2 separate regions of the Capsicum annuum genome follow, and region 2 is linked to region 1. A link is a contact called in public Hi-C data. All regions are on one chromosome and are shown on one strand. The core of a region is the stretch at or near the end of the contact, and the rest is flanking DNA. Distances in the headings are between cores, read along the strand shown. Region 1 has its middle 6.1 kb from the start of LOC107878182. Region 2 overlaps LOC107878268 (serine/threonine-protein kinase PBL34).

Evidence for each region. A called contact is a pair of places that touch in the nucleus more often than the background predicts.
Region 2: a contact with region 1 is called in a Hi-C map of bud, with 4 times the contacts expected there. The contact joins two enhancer-like sites. A contact is called at or near these places in 3 of 5 Hi-C or Micro-C datasets (bud, leaf and placenta).

The regions. Positions count from the first base shown.
Region 1 is chr1:91,451,499-91,455,633 of UCD10Xv1.1, forward strand. No RefSeq gene overlaps it. Among protein-coding and RNA genes, the nearest start is that of LOC107878182, 6.1 kb to the left of the region's middle. Within about 2 kb of position 2,668, at least 5 of the 5 cell types and tissues checked have an H3K27ac peak or open chromatin away from gene starts, as enhancers often do. A contact at or near this core is called in bud and leaf, where this site is marked.
Region 2 is chr1:91,673,406-91,677,524 of UCD10Xv1.1, forward strand. It overlaps LOC107878268 (serine/threonine-protein kinase PBL34), which reads right to left. Exons shown (of 6, transcript XM_016725204.2): 4 at 2,324-2,460; 5 at 2,128-2,251; 6 at 1,186-1,968. The coding sequence ends at 1,448. Among protein-coding and RNA genes, the nearest start is that of LOC107878268, 13 kb to the right of the region's middle. Within about 2 kb of position 1,261, at least 4 of the 5 cell types and tissues checked have an H3K27ac peak or open chromatin away from gene starts, as enhancers often do. A contact at or near this core is called in bud and leaf, where this site is marked.

The DNA of each region.
Region 1 (4,135 bases), core at 1,418-3,917:
ATTGTCATTTTATTATAGAGATTTTATGTCATATATGTTTATATATACATGTGAGTCAGATATGTATTTCTGTAAATACATATGCATGTTTTTTTTTTTTACCATAAATACATATGTAGATCTGTATGTCTATTTATTTTGTATATGTATATATCATATAGATATTTGTATTTTAAAAATAAAAGATAAGGATAGAAGAGTAAAATAAAAAACAAAAGAAAAAAAAAAAAAGAAAAATAAATTAAAAGAAAAGAAAAAAAGATTAAAAAAATGAAAAAACTAAAAAAATAAATAGTTAGAGATATAAGAGAATGATATTTTGAAATTTTGAAGATCATGGAAATAATAATCTTTATATTGATTTTGATTTGGAAAAGGAATCTACTAATATAAATAAGAGTAATTTATGAGAATTTAATTAGATTAGATAATTATTTCTTATTTAACTCAACTAATTTGAGTAAAATAAGGACAGAAAATTTGTTGTATATGTATTTGTATAACAACAGTTTACTTAAATACAAAATACAATTTGCTATTTTTCGTAATTGTGAAACTGTTGCTATAAAAGTTGCAATTAAGACTCTATAGTTGCTATTTCTGAAATTTCCCCTTTAATTTATTTGAGAATATTATGGCTCTTTATAATTTGTATTTTCATTTGCATAAAAAATATTTCAATAGTCAAAGATTTTTTTTCCATATAATTTATATATTTGAAAATAATGTAAAAATTATTCTAGATCATAATAATTAATAATTTTAAAAAAAATATTTGACTCTCAAGATTTCACTTGTGTCACATAAATTAATGTTCAAAAGGTATCATGATTTTTTTGTTCTAATTTATGTGACACAATTCAAATTTTAAAGTTAATCAATTTTATTTTCACTTGAAATTTGGAGATAAAATCTTTAAATTTTTTAAAATAATATCTACATATTATAAAGTTACATGAAAAAATACAACAAGTCATAACAATTGATAATTCAAACTATTTAAAAGATATATCAAAAAAATTATGATAGAAGAAAAACTTTATTAAATCACAAAATTTGAAAGATGTCGTATAATTTGGGAAAAAAATATTATTTACATTTACAAATAATGTTGACAGATTAACATTATAATTTTAAAAAATACTAGTTTAAGGTACGTCGTTGCACGTATATTTGATATTAAAGAAGAAAATTACACGTAAACTAAGCAACGATTTGTTACAATGTAAAATTTAATTTACAGATCTATTGTATAAACTATGCATCAACAAACTATTCCGCTAGTTCATGCAAGTGTAGACTTCATCGAGTCCTACTATATCTCACAATTTTTTTCTAATTTTATCATCAGCTTGATCACTAAATAATTAACATCTTCGAGCGTTTTAGACAACCCCAATCTCCCAGAATCTATATTTCTACTCCAAAGAGAAAAATGACTCCTAACTAAAACTTTGTAATGTTCCTTTATTGTCCTTATATGGTGTCACTATTTATACTATAATTTTTTTTTTTATACAAATACCACTTTTAGCATTATTCTATTAATTGAATGTGATATCAATTTCTACAAATAATAATAAAAAAAGTTCATAAGAAACGTTTTTATTATATGCAACAGAGCCTTATCCACAATTATTGTGGTCCACCCGTTTTAGAATCCCTCATGCATTTTAAGAGCTTTAGTGTACCCACCTGTTACTATGTAACCTAGCTCGTATTTTCATAATAGAAAAAAGATTTGTCATTATTCAATACAAAATAAAAAAAGAATTTTCTATTAATTAATCTATTCTACATGTGACAAAGACGTTTTTGAGTTAGATACCAAAGAATTGCAATGATTTATTGCGAGGAATCATCTATCATAATGAAATCAATTTTGACTGCCCGGTACTCCTTTAGGCTACTATTTTAATAAAATTATTAATTTCAAATGTTAATATTTTTTACATGTTATTCTTGTGTCAAATAGATATTGACGTGTCACACTTTTGATTTACACATATACAAATTATTTTATGACTTTTATCATTATTATTTATTAATTTAACTATTCTACATAATTTATCAATATTTATTAAGTCTTTTTCGTAATATGCACACTCACATTTTTTAAATATATTATTTTTGTTTTTATTTATTATTATTATTACTATTATTATTATTGACAATCTTTATAATAATTTTACGTAGCATTCATAGGGACATCCTATTTTATTACATTTATTGAACTAACAGCTACGTTTATTTAATTTTTCTTTCTTGTATTTAATTTCTAGCCATTTTTATTTCAATTGATATCAATTTTAGTTAAAATTGAATATCAATTAGGTACCTATTTAAATCGCAATTTAGGACCTATTTTTAAATACCTTAATCTCAGTCGTTGATCAAAGTTGATCCAACGACTGAGATCAACTCAATCTAATTCTTTTAAGCCAATACCCTAAGCCAAATCCATTTTCAACAAAAATAGCCACCGACCTTTCTCTCTCTATCTCCCTCTCCTCTCTATCTCTTCTCTCTAAAAGCAGTCATATCACCGCCGCCAACCGCCGTCAAAGCCGGCCACTTCCCCTTCCTCTCCAGTCGCGAACCACCGTCGCCGTCATGAACCCCAACAGCCATGGCCGCCGCTCTCTTCTCTCTCTCCGGCGAACCAATCGCCGCCGCCGAACAACCAACAACGCGAAACCATCGCCGACCAGGGACCAGTCCCGTTGCACCGCCTTTACCACCGCCACCAAATCCCTCGGCTCTCCATCGCCAGCCGCCACAACAACCAGCCGCCCCTACGTTCTCCTTTCAAGCCACCAGCCGCCGGCATAAGCTCGAACCAGAGCCGCCCCCAGCGAAACTGCAGCTGCCGCTTCCGTCCCCCCTTCCCCGTACATTCTCGCAACACCGGAAGATAATGGGTTCTCAAGAACCCATCCCCAGATTTAATTCCGTTTTTAATTTTTTATGCTTATGTCTCAAATCATTTCTACCCTTTGGTTTGGTTGCCGAGGTTGATAATATTGTGTTGAAATTTGTTAAAATTTTTAACATTTTGGTGACTTACGTGTGTCTGAAATATGTGAAAATTACTTCAAATTCATGGTCTTCCTATGCTAACTTTTACACATACATTTGTAGGATTATTTTGTTTGATTGCACTTAGCATGATTCATGTCAAAATGCTGCACCCCTGTTCTCTCTCCCTTTAGATATGTCATATTTTGCCCTTTTTAAATTTAACTAGTTACTCGCTTGTCCATGGAGAATCCAACGGGTAATGAATTGTGATATTTAAACATTTATGGTAAATAGTTGTGTGATTAAGCTGTATTGATTAACTTACTCACTTTTTGAATAATGTGATAGTCTCGTTACTATTTATTTATGGTGAAAATTTTCAAGATCACGTGGGATCTCTCTTGGGTATTTGAAGAATCGCCGGAAAGTTCATGGAGGAGGGCTGCACTTTTTCTTTCTTTGTTCATTTATTAATTTTCGATTCATAGTGTTGTAATAACTTTGTATAAACGTTATTATTATTGTATAATTATTGGGGACTGCATAGGGCGTAGACTTACGTGCTCTATGAATAGTATAGATAGACACAACTTAGGTTTTCTGTTTGTTACGTGCTACGTGAATTATTTAGGCACACAATCTTGGAACTTATTAACATATGAATCGTTTAAGCAGTCAATTTAAGGTTTATTAATTTATCCGCTTAGAATTCTTAATTTTAGGATTTAATTGAATCCGGCTTCATAAATTAGATTGACATTAAGCTTATCAATATATTTTGTATGTTGACATATTGAATTAGATTTAACCATGTTAATATATTTTTAGCATATCAACGCATTAAAGTGACTTTAAGCATGCCATTATATGTTGTAGCATATTAATACAAAATAAGGCATGTCAATGTTTTAGAGTTCGTTAACATAAAACTCCTGCATATTAATATATATTTTAGCATGTTAAACAGTAGGTTTAAACAATTTTCAGCATGTTAGACATTGGGCTTAAGTAATCTTAATATGTCGTCGTATAATTTAGCATGTTAACACGAGTCTAAGCATGTTAGTACTCTTGAGCATGTTAACAATTAATTTTCTGCATGTTAATACATTTC
Region 2 (4,119 bases), core at 11-2,510, 220 kb after region 1:
TATCATTTTTATCGTATTATTTTGTTGCAGTTTACAGCTGATAGATAAATGTTGGTCGGCTTTGAAGAATTTTTTTATGTAAAGGTGAGATTTAGTTGTATTATTTTGATATCTCCATTATCGTATTATTTTGTTATTGTTTATAGGTGGTAGATGAGTGTCGAACGACTTTGAAAAAAATTGTGTAAAGATTAGATTTAAGTGTATTATTTTGATGTCTCTATCATTGTATTATTTTGTTGCAATTTTTATATGGTAGATGAATATCAATTGACTTTTAAAAATATTTTTTGTAAAGATTAGGTTTAATAAATAAATCCTCCACCTTTACATACACAAAAGATATTAAATTTAATTATTATATTCATCTTTATTATTTAAACAAATATCCTATTTAGTGTAATGTTTGAACTCTTCAAAGTAAAATACACGGGCAAGGCGCACACCTAAACCTATATATACATATATATATATATATATACACACACCCCTGAACAGCAGTTGCCGGGAACTGTCCCCCAAATACTCTTTCCTTTAGCACCACAATATTCTGGGGAAATTTTGGGTCATATTTTAATAGATTTTGCGTCCATCTCCTCTTCTAAAGAAATTCTTTCTTTTGATTATTGGATTTCAAAGAAAATCAGTTAAGAAGAGACTCTGGAGCAACAATAAAATTCTCTCGATTAAGAATCATGAAGAGACCTCGAGCAACAATAAAATTGATTTTGCATGACCTGTAATAGTTCAAGTCGCAAAGTTAACTACTGATATCTGCATCAAGATAGATTGTCTAAATTATATGTTCCTAAAAATATGACCAACTTTTGGAGAAAGCATGAGCGCCTCGCTTGCTCTTTCTTTCAAGAAAAAAAAATACGCAAACTTCTCTATTTTCTCCTAACAGAATAAATAGGATGGTCGTCCGTGATGTTTAGTAATTGGCTAGTCCAGATACATAGATTGCCTTCATCAAGGAAATCTGCTCATCTGTCAAACAATAAATGGAAAGAAACAAAAGTACACTACCATCCGCTAAGACGAGAATATTGCAGTTCAAAATTTGATATTTTGACCCCTTTCTATGTGCTAAGCTACACTAACACTAAATGAATCTGCAATTAACATCCCTTCCCACCCACTCACCCCAAAAGAGAGAGAGAGAGAGAGAGAGAGAGAGAGAGAGAGAGAGAATCCCTTTCCTTTACTAGTTCCCCCTATGATGTGGGCTGAAGTGAAAGGGAAGAGAATGAATTATCTGAACACAGAAATATAATTACTACATGGTGGTTACCCTACACTCTTTTCAAGTAGGAGTTGAGCGCACTCATAGATCACGTGTACGTGCACTTCTATTCCCTTGCCAGTCTACAAGCATAAATGTAGGCCAACAAAATATAGAGGGGAAAGAAAAGAATGGTACAAATAGATTACTGCCAATCTGATTCTATGGTTTGTCATTTGGATTTGGCGAATTCTGAGGAAGTTGATGTCGGTATGGAGAAGCATGAGAACCATTTGGAATCGATAAGCTTCTCGGATGCTGTTGTCCATTCCTTGAGAACGATCCCTGTGTTCTAAGTCCATTTCTTGTATTTGGGCTTGACGCAACTCGGTCTGCTTGCATCGTCTGAAAATAGTAGGAGGAGCTGGCCATGTCCTTGAGGTTTGGCAACGGCTTTAAGGCTTCGATCACTTCACTCATCATAGGTCTGACTTTGGGATCCCGACTAAGGCATCGTGCAGCTAACTGTGCAGCTTTCTGCGCGCCTTTTATTGAAAAATGCCCTTCAAGTCTAGGATCTATCAATTTATAAAACCTTCTTCTTTCACCCAAATGTGGCCGTGCCCACTCAACAAGGTTGTGTTCCCCATTTGGCCGGTTCTTGTCCATGGATCTCCTACCTGTCATCATTTCAAGCAGAACTACACCAAAACTGTAGACATCACTCTTTGATGTCAAATGTCCTGAGACAAAAGAGTGGCACACATTTAATTTAAGTTCCACTCAGCAGATGTGAGAAAACATTCAAGAGCTTTTCAACTGTGGTCCAGATCATGGATTCATACAGAGACATCGATAGCAAACTAGATTAAAATGATTAGCAATGGAGATTGAGATTTTACCTGTCATCACATATTCTGGAGCTGCATAACCATATGTTCCCATGACACGAGTAGAAACATGGGTCTTGTCGCCCTCTGGAGCATCTTTGGCAAGTCCAAAATCAGAAAGTTTGGCATTGTAATCCTGAGAGAACGTATTATTAGAAGAACGATAAAAATGGGCGAGAGATCAATTTGCCTATGTGTTTGAACACACCGCATCTAGCAGAATGTTGGATGTTTTGAAATCACGGTATATCACTGGTCTTTCTGCTTCCTCGTGAAGAAAAGCAAGACCTTTTGCTGCACCCAATGCTATCTTCATGCGGATGGACCATGGAAGAGGCAGGGACCCTGATAATAAATATATTATTAAAAATTTTCATGAAGGATATGCAAGACATAAAAATCTAGAGCAAAAATCATTGGTAAGAACACAATCATTTGTTCTAGAACATCGTAAGTACAAACATCACTTCACCAGATCCAAAACAAGAAAATCACTTCACCAGATACAGACTGGAATACTGAAAATCATAAGAGATAAAAGTCATCATATTATGGTTATTCAAGAAATATGCTAAAAGCAGAAAATTGGAAACATAAAAAGCATACAAGGCAAATTAAGATTAGCATTTGGTGTAACCATTTGTCTTTCCCAAGAATCACCAAACCCTCCCAACTATGATTTTTAGTGGCTGAACCATAGATCATGCTGGAAAATGCTCATGCATTGCATCACTCAGCAGAAAGATGCATGAACTATAACTTCCAAACAAAAATCAGGGAATTCATGCACAAGTGTAAAGTCAATCCAAAACATATGTCAATTGACAAACTTTGCCTAAAGTAAGCACTAAAGATCCCTCTATGGTGGGTCCGGGGAAGGGCCAGACTGCCGGGGTGTATTTTACACGGCCTTATCCTGCATTTCTGCAAGAGGTTGTTTCCACAACTTGAACCCATGACCTCCTGGTCACATGGCAGCAACTTTACCAGTTACTCCAAGGCTACCCTTCAAACTTTGCCTAAAGTAATCCTATAATATTCCTTTAGAAGCCAATCTCAAATGCCTCATTTTAAGGGATCAAACAGGGGTTAACCCATGCAGTCTCAACTTGGTTTTTCTCGAGTTCAAGGATCGATCAAACCTAATGATCAAAATACCCAGCGTCACTTCCTTTTATTATTGTTTTATAAAATGCTATTGCTTTTCCAAATGGGGTGATTAACTGCCATACTTCCTGAATAGAATGTCCCCTCCCACACAAAACCTGAAGTTAGCAGCCAAACCTCTCTCTTCCTCTCTTCTATTTCTATCTCTTAACTGAATCAGCCAAACCCCTTTTTTCTCTATATCCAACCTATGGTACTGGTGCCCTTCTGACAAACTAGTTTTCTCTCGCTTTCTTGCTGACCTGCACATAAAAACTCACTCAGACTATATCACCATCCTTATATTCATTATGACCTCCAAACTCAATTTCCTCACTTTAACACATCCTTGTCTTTCACATTGATTCATTTGCATCTTCAGGAGCCAGTAGCTACAAGACTTTCTGGAAACGGAAGAGTCAAATTAAATGGTCAACAGGAATAATATAGATTCCATTTAGTAGTGAAAGGATAACATAGATATATATTGCTCAGCTTCAAGCAATAGATATAGGTCTTGCTGAATTCAATGGACAAATTATTCTTATCATGAGGCTAATATTGTAAATCATTAATTTCTTTAGTCATTGTCTATTTATTTAATTGGAAATAGATTTTTTTGTGAACCAAGCATTGAATATCACAGACTAACAAGCTAGCTAGACTCAAGAACAGTAGGAGGAGATTCGGAGCACTTTCCTGTTCTGGGGATTGCACCAGCATAATCCTCTGAGCCCGTTTTTATTTGCTTTGGTGCTGGATGTTTTGACGCGGCATATTCAAGGGAAGGTGTCTTGGTGTATGTTATTTGCTGATGATGTTGTACTTATTGACCATACTCGAGGAGGAGTTAATGAT